Regions from separate parts of the Sus scrofa genome. Here region 1 is linked to region 2. Evidence: chromatin contacts called from public Hi-C data. All regions are on one chromosome and are shown on one strand. The core of a region is the stretch at or near the end of the contact, and the rest is flanking DNA. Distances in the headings are between cores, read along the strand shown.

Region 1 (3,376 bases), core at 54-2,553, 310 kb after region 2:
TTGAAATGCAGGGGCTTCTCTCTCGCCTGGGATCGTCAGAGAATAATTCGGAGTTCTTTCCAGGGACTCCTCCGAAAAGCTTCAGGCTCTTTTCTCCTCCCTGTGCTCTGGGACCAGTTAAGGGAAAAAACCAAGTCCCTTCTCCTGCAGGGATTTGTCCGGGAAAACTGGACTGCCCGTCCCACTGGTGGTCGGGCAGCCAGAGGCTGGTTTCCTCTCCTTAAGGGATGTGAGTGGGAAAAGCCGGAGTCACCACCTTGCCTGGAACCCAGCTGAGCGAAGCTAGGGTCCCCTCAACTCCAGATACAAATCTGGAGAAAGGCGAGCCTCCACTGCTCTCCTGGAGCCGGCGGGAAGGTATGGGGGAGAAGCCAGGTTCCCTCCCAGCCAGACCGTGGTTCTTCTACAGCCCACGCCCGGGAACCACGCGTCGGAGGTGGGGGCTACCTCTTCTAGCTATGGGGTCCCGCGAGGGCCCTGGATGCTGGATCGGAGCTAAATGGGCTGAAGGCATCCAGGACAGAAGGGCCCTTGCCGGGCTGCGCCCACACCGTGCACCGGGAACCATGCACGCTCCTCCAGCACTGAGCAGTCGGCGCCCTCCGGGGTCCGGGTCCCGCGCCCCCAACGTCACTTACCACGGTAGCTGGTTCCTGGCTTGTAGAAGTCGGGGTCACCCTCCACGCGGAGGCTGAACTCAGTGTAGCCCTCGCGCCGCGTTCCCTGGACGCGCAGGATGCGGCTGCAGTAGCCCTCTGACTTGGGCACTTTGTCCAGCGTCTCGTCGGAGAAGGCCAGCGCCGCGGCCAGGGGCAGCGCCAGGGCCAGCAGCGCTGGACTCCCGCTCAGCTTCACGGACGCCGGGGACAGCCTCATCCTCGCGGGCCCCCAACTTTGTGCCGCGGCCGCCGGCTTTCGCCACGCGACTCCCGCCCGAAGGGGTCCCCGCAGAAGCGAGACCTTGCCGGAGCCCGGGCGGGAAGCGGAGCTCAGAGCCGGCGCTGGCAACTGGGAGACGGTGCCCGCCTCGGCTTGGCAGCTGCTGAGCTGCGCTGCGCTGAGCAGAGCTGAGCAAGCGGAGCAGCGCGAGGAAGGGAGGGCGGCGGTGAAGGAGGAGGAGGGAGGGCTGATTTTGCCCAGATCCCCGAGCGCAGCGCTGTTTTGTTTCCGAGCTGGCGATTAGCGGCGGCGGGGCCGTGTTTATTTTGCGACGCTAGATTCCCAGGGTCTGGCGAGAAAAACCATAGGGTATGGGGACACTGCGGGCTCTGTCTCACCACGGAGGAGGCTGCTGCCCCAACGCCCTGGTCCCCGTGGAGGAGGGTGCTCCAAGAAGGGAAAGACTGAGAACTAACTTTTGTTGCACACCTACTCTGTGCCTGGCAGTATTCTGGGAGGTTTTCTTACATACAGTAACTGCTCACCTTCTCCACTCTCACTGCACATAATAAACGTGACATTACTTTCACTTATTTTATAGATGAGCAAACTGAGGCTTGTGGCCAGTTAAGACAGGGTCAGATACCATGGCTATCTGACTCTACTGCCCTTCTTATTGCTGTTGGAACAGGTCAGGCTGGAGGACAGAAAGAAACAGAATGACTCATATCCGCTGGGCTCAGTAGGCTATAGCATGTAATACTTTTGGTGATTATTGAAAATGTTTTTTTTTAAATAAGAAAAAGACATTTAGTTCCAAAAAAATTTTTACTATGTAGTATTAATATATTGATGTTAAGGAGTTTCCATCGTGGCTCAGTGGTTAACGAATCCGACTAGGAACCATGAGGTTGTGGGTTCGACCCCTGGCCTTGATCAGTAGGTTAAGGATCCCACGTTACTGCAAGCTGTGGTGTAGGTAGAAGACGCGGCTCGGATCTGGCATTACTGTGGCTCTGACATAGGCCGGTGGCTATAGCTCCGATTAGACCCCTAGCCTGGGAACCTCTGTGTGCCACAGGAGTGGCCCTAGGAAAGGCAAAAAGGCAAACAAACAAACAAACAAACTATGTATATATGTGTGTGTGTGTTAATTCCTACAATCATAAAATACAATGTTTATTATTGTTTTATAATGCTTATTATTGCTTTATATTGTTTATTATGTGTTATTATTTTATAAATTTTAAAATGTTTATTATTATTGTTTTATAATGTTTATTATTGTTTTATTGCCCACAAAGACAAAAGTGCCTGAGGCTTATAGGAGTCCTCATAGAACCCTGGAAAGGGGTTTTGAAAGTTTTAAAGAAAAGCCTGTTTCCTTGGCTTAGATTTTGCCCAGTTTCTCAGTCAGTGACAGATGTTTGGAGAGGAGCTGAGAGGGAGGGCCCACTGGTCAGAGCCTCAGGCACCAACCCCAAAGCCAGACAGGAGAGGGCCCAGGAATCTTTTCCAGTATGTCCTTGGGGACAGACCTGAATCAAACACTAGTCGTGTCACTCACCCACTGTGAAATTTATGTGAGTTATTTCACCTCTTCAAGCTTGAGTTTCATGCTCAGAAGGGATATGTGTTGTGCCTGTGGCTAATACACCCTTCCCCTAGGGGGCACTAGAGTTCAATGAAGTGACCAGTGCGAAACACAGGGCCTGGCCTCTCCAGAGTTCGCCCACTCCCACCCTGGATCTCAATAGGTATGTCTGTACTGGCCCTGGGTACCACAGTAACCGAGACCAAGCCCACCTTGGGGATGCCTTAAGGCCTCTACCTCCCCCTCAAGGTGCACAAGCATCCCAAGTCAGCTTTGGTTATGCAACCCCCTCCTTCCTCTGGGCTGTTCACATACTTCTAGAGCCTGCATTTAAAAAGCAATCCCCTTTGCTTTCCAGGTCAGGTTTTTCTCTTTGACATCACTAACAAACTGCCCAGAGGAGCCTTCTCCATTTGGAGGCTCCATTCCTCCTCACCTGCCTTCAGTCCTTGTGCTGGGACTCCCATTGCCACTATGAATTGGGGACCTTCTCCCAGAGGTCCCCCGAGAGCACCGCTTTGCAGAAGCCAATTATGCTCTTTTCTTGGCTTGACCCTCCTTGACCCTCATCAGCACCTGATCCAGCTGACCAGCCTTCCTTTATGGAGGTGACATTTGGATTCACCTCTGGATCCTGAGTAAATTATCTCCAGCATGACTGGACTGGCTCAAGGCTCACATAAACTCCACAGTGCCGAATCCCGTGCATCCAGCAAGCTTTCATGGGGTGTAGATTCGGGGCCAAGTCTGTGCTGAGTAGTGGGGGCCAGAGGAAACTAAAATTCATTCACTCACTCCCGTCTAAAGCCCTCATGTGCTCAGCACTGGGACACACAAGTAAATGACTTGCCTTTGTGGACCTTACAATCTGGGGGAGAGGCAAATATTAAATACATTGTTACC
Region 2 (3,799 bases), core at 713-3,212:
GAAAAAATACTACAATTCCTATAGATAAAGGGAAGTCATGAACAGACAACTGACACTAGAAAAATGAAAACCAAATGAAGACCTGGAGAGATGTTTTGCCTTTTACACTCAGAGAGTCAGTGTGGTGTGGGGAAGAACAAAGGGGGCTGGAAGAGACAGCTGGATCTGAACCTTGGTTCAGCCACGGATTAGCTGTGACAGTGGCTTTGACCTCATCTCCCTTTGCAGTTGCTCATCTGCCAAATGGGAGCATCTTCAGACCCACTTCCGGGCTTTCTGTGAGGAAATTGCTTATCCTCATGACGTCACATTATAGGACTTGGTAAATGTTGATTTCCTTCTCATTCAGCTTTACTAAACAGAACTTTCAAAAACACTGTCAAAGAGGCAATCAAGGACTTTTACGTTCCTTATAGAGACTTACTATCTCGTTCTAAATTATAGATCCATATCTTCACTGATCTAATTTAATTTCACTGGGGTCTCAGGTCCCCCATATGTTAAGTTCTCGCCCCTGTGCACCATCTCAGATAATCCCCACTAGCTTTTGAAGTTGCAGAAATTCAATCTTGACACTAGGGGGCGCTGGAGCCATTCACTAGGCTGAAGTTCTGTGTGGGTGGAGGAAGGTTTCAGTGAGGGTTCTGCCTTGGAAAACTGTTTATAACCTGGAGGCATCTAGGTTTCCGGGTCCATGTGGCCCATTAGATCTACTGCCTGCTTCTATAGTCCAAAGCCAATCTTCCTTTACAATCCCGAGGGCATTGATGGACCTGGGCAGGGGCTACAGGAGGCAGGGAGAGCCCTGGAAAATTCGTCTTTATTTGAGATGATGATGCCTCAGGCTTGCCTGGAACCAAATCTAAGGATCATTATAGGGCTCAGACCTCCAGAGGCATGGTTTCTGGAAAGGGTGACCAAGGCTCTATTTTACCTGTCCCTCATCTGTCTTAAAACAGGGATCATTGTCTAATCAAATGTTAATTAAACAGAATGGCTGGGGCTAATTAAGAGGACGCCAGCCTTTAGAGGATTCATTATAAGAAAGGGGATAAAAACTATTTTTAAAAGTTCGTAGCATTCAGACTAAACCCGAGGAACTGGCTGGTGGAAACGCAGCATTGATGTGCAGGAAACCTGGGCATTTTCTACTCAAGCGCTGGAGGGACTCAAGAAGGATGTGGGTTTGTTCAGAATTTGTCTTTCCTGTCTCTACCTGTGCTCTGGGCTGTCGGAGCCCACAGCTTGATTTATGGAGCTAAGACAAGTTAGCTGCTAATTTATTCATTCATGGCTGCCCTTTGAGACGTGGTCGTGGGGATAAAGACGAAGATCATTGAAAAACAAGTCAGTTTCGATGGGCAGGACCTCACAAAGTAGGTCACCCTGGCTTTCTACTGGCCTGAGGGAGGCTGGAATCCCATTAACCTCAATCGAGCAGGCTCCATGAGGAGGGGCAGGGCTGTTTCTGCAAAACAAAACTTGGCTGCATGTAGGCTTCCTAATTTGACTTCCTAATGAGATTTGGAAGAGGAAAGAGGAGACTGGGGTATGGGAAAACCAAAGGAAAATTCCTTTCCCTTAACAAGCTGGTGGCCCTGAGTGAGATGCTTTGGCTGTTTGGGAAGTCTGACTGTTGGCCATCAATGAATTCTGTTTCACTGAGGTCTCAGGAAGTCTGAGGGATAGGTGAAAGGTGGGAAGGTGTCCCCAAATATTTTTGAAAAGTTTTCAGAAAGTCTCTTCCATCTTAAAAAAGAAAGAAAGAAAGAGCTCCATTGATTCTCTCATGCCCTTGGAGCTACTGCCCAGCCTCTCTCTCCTTTCACAGTGAACTTCACAGAAGAGTTGTCTGTACTCACTGACTCCATAACCTCGCTTTCTGTTCACATTTCACCCTGTTCCAGGCTGTTTACCCTTCTCTCATTACTCAGCAGAAAGGATTCCCAATAAAGTCACTGATGATCTTCATGCTGATAAATTCCAACAGGCATTTTGCAGCTCTAACCTCCCTTGATCGCTCAGCTGCCCTACACACAGCTGACCACTCTCCCCTTCTTGAACGCTTTTTTCCCTAGGCTTCCCTGACACCCAGCTTCCTTCCCCAATCTCCTTGCTGCTCTTTTTTTGCTTCCTTTGAAGCCAAGTCCTCCTCTGCATTAAACGTGGGAGCTCCTCAGGAGCCCTTGACTCTCTCATTCTTAAGTTCTCTCCCATCCACGTCCTTGGTGGTAGTCTCTCACTCTTTGGTGACACTTGATTTTATATTTTATATTCTCCCCCTGACTTTCAGAGCTTTATAGTTTAACAGGTTTGTTTGTTTGTTTTTGTTTTTTAGGGCCGCACTTAGGGCATATGGAAGTTCCCAGGCTAGGGGTTGAATCGGAGCTGCAGCTGCCAGCCTGTGCCACAGACATAGCAACTCGGGATTCAAGCTATGTCTGTGACCTATGGCGCAGCCTGTGGATCCTTAACCCACTGAGCAAGGCCAGGAACCTACATTCTCATGGATACTAGTCGGGTTCGTTACTGCTAAGCCACAGAGGAACTCCTAAAAATTTTTTTTATTATAGTTGATTTACAGTGTTCTGTCAATTTCTGCTGTACAGTAAGGTGACCCAGTCATACATATACATGTACATATATATATACACATTCTTTTTCTCATATTATCTTCTATCATGTCTCAATTACAAGTGATTAGATATAGTCCCCTGTGCTGTACAATAGGACCTCATTGCTTATCCATTCGAAACGTAACAGTTTGCATCGACTAACCCCCGAATCCCAGTCCATCCCACTCCCTTCCATGTTCTTAATACCTGCAATGTCTGAGTGGGGACCTCTGAGGAGTTAAAGCCATGCGGACACTGAGACCAAGCCTGCATTTCCTGAAGAGGTAGGGGCCCTTGTGGTACTCCATGCATGGGCAGAGCCCCTCACCTGCTCAGCCACCTGAGAGGCAGTGCTGACTTTTACAATATAACTAGCACGTGGTGGCCAGTGGGTGGGTGGCTCCAAGTTCAAGGTGACGACAGGGGCTGGGCAGGGCCCTGTTTGCTACTTACACGTTGAGAGGCTGCCAGGCTGGCCACTGAGCTTTGGCCTTGATGACGGTGAGGACCTCATCGCTCTGGAAAAAAAAGACCACAGGTATTTAGTGAGAAGAGCAGGGATCAAGGAACAAGGGGGCTCTGACATGGTGACGTTGTCCAAGCCCCTGCCTTTACCTGCTGCTAACACTTTTCCCTGCCCAGGTGTGGAGCCATCTTGCCCCAGGATGGGGGACCCCTGGATCCCGGTGGTGGGGCTGCATCCAGGGTGCATGGTGCATCTGGACATCGATGGCCCACTGAGCCACTCCGAAGGTTTCCAGCTCAGACCCTTCTCCATGCGAGCCAGACTCTGACCGGCACCCTGCCTGGGATGGACAGAGTTCCACAGCATGTCCAGCCTGGAGGGAATGTCACACTTTTTGTGTCTAGGCACACACTGCTCCAGGCTACCTGGCGGCTATGACCTGACTCTGAGGCCTCTGCTGTCCAGCCTTACACACTGGACCAGACCCTCTTGGACAAAAAGGCCAAAGTGAAGCCTGGAGCCCACAGCCCTGTGCCACTCATGTTAGCCTGCTCTATTTTGCTTTGGACAGTGTGTTGGACACCCTCAAAGCTTGGGATCTTAAAAGAATTTTTCTGAGGAAGAATTTGCTAATTAACATTTGGAAGGAAAGCATTAAGTCATCATCCTGAGGGGGAAAAAATTAGAATTTTGTTAAACTTGCTTAACTTTACTTCAA

Evidence for each region. A called contact is a pair of places that touch in the nucleus more often than the background predicts.
Region 1: a contact with region 2 is called in a Hi-C map of omental adipose tissue, with 2.1 times the contacts expected there. The contact joins the promoter of SPON1 here to the enhancer-like site in region 2. A contact is called at or near these places in 5 of 5 promoter capture datasets (fetal liver, fetal skeletal muscle, liver and 1 more), 26 of 47 Hi-C or Micro-C datasets (adipocytes, adipose tissue, alveolar macrophages and 16 more) and 1 of 2 datasets of contacts at active chromatin or transcription factors (skeletal muscle).

The regions. Positions count from the first base shown.
Region 1 is chr2:45,298,374-45,301,749 of Sscrofa11.1, forward strand. It overlaps SPON1 (spondin-1), which reads right to left and starts at 1,304. Exons shown (of 16, transcript XM_003122966.6): 1 at 639-1,304. The coding sequence starts at 876.
Region 2 is chr2:44,989,274-44,993,072 of Sscrofa11.1, forward strand. SPON1 (spondin-1) reads right to left here. Exons shown (of 16, transcript XM_003122966.6): 7 at 3,069-3,133. Among named protein-coding and RNA genes, the nearest start is that of RRAS2, 100 kb to the left of the region's middle. Within about 2 kb of position 1,963, at least 8 of the 83 cell types and tissues checked have an H3K27ac peak or open chromatin away from gene starts, as enhancers often do. A contact at or near this core is called in omental adipose tissue, where this site is marked.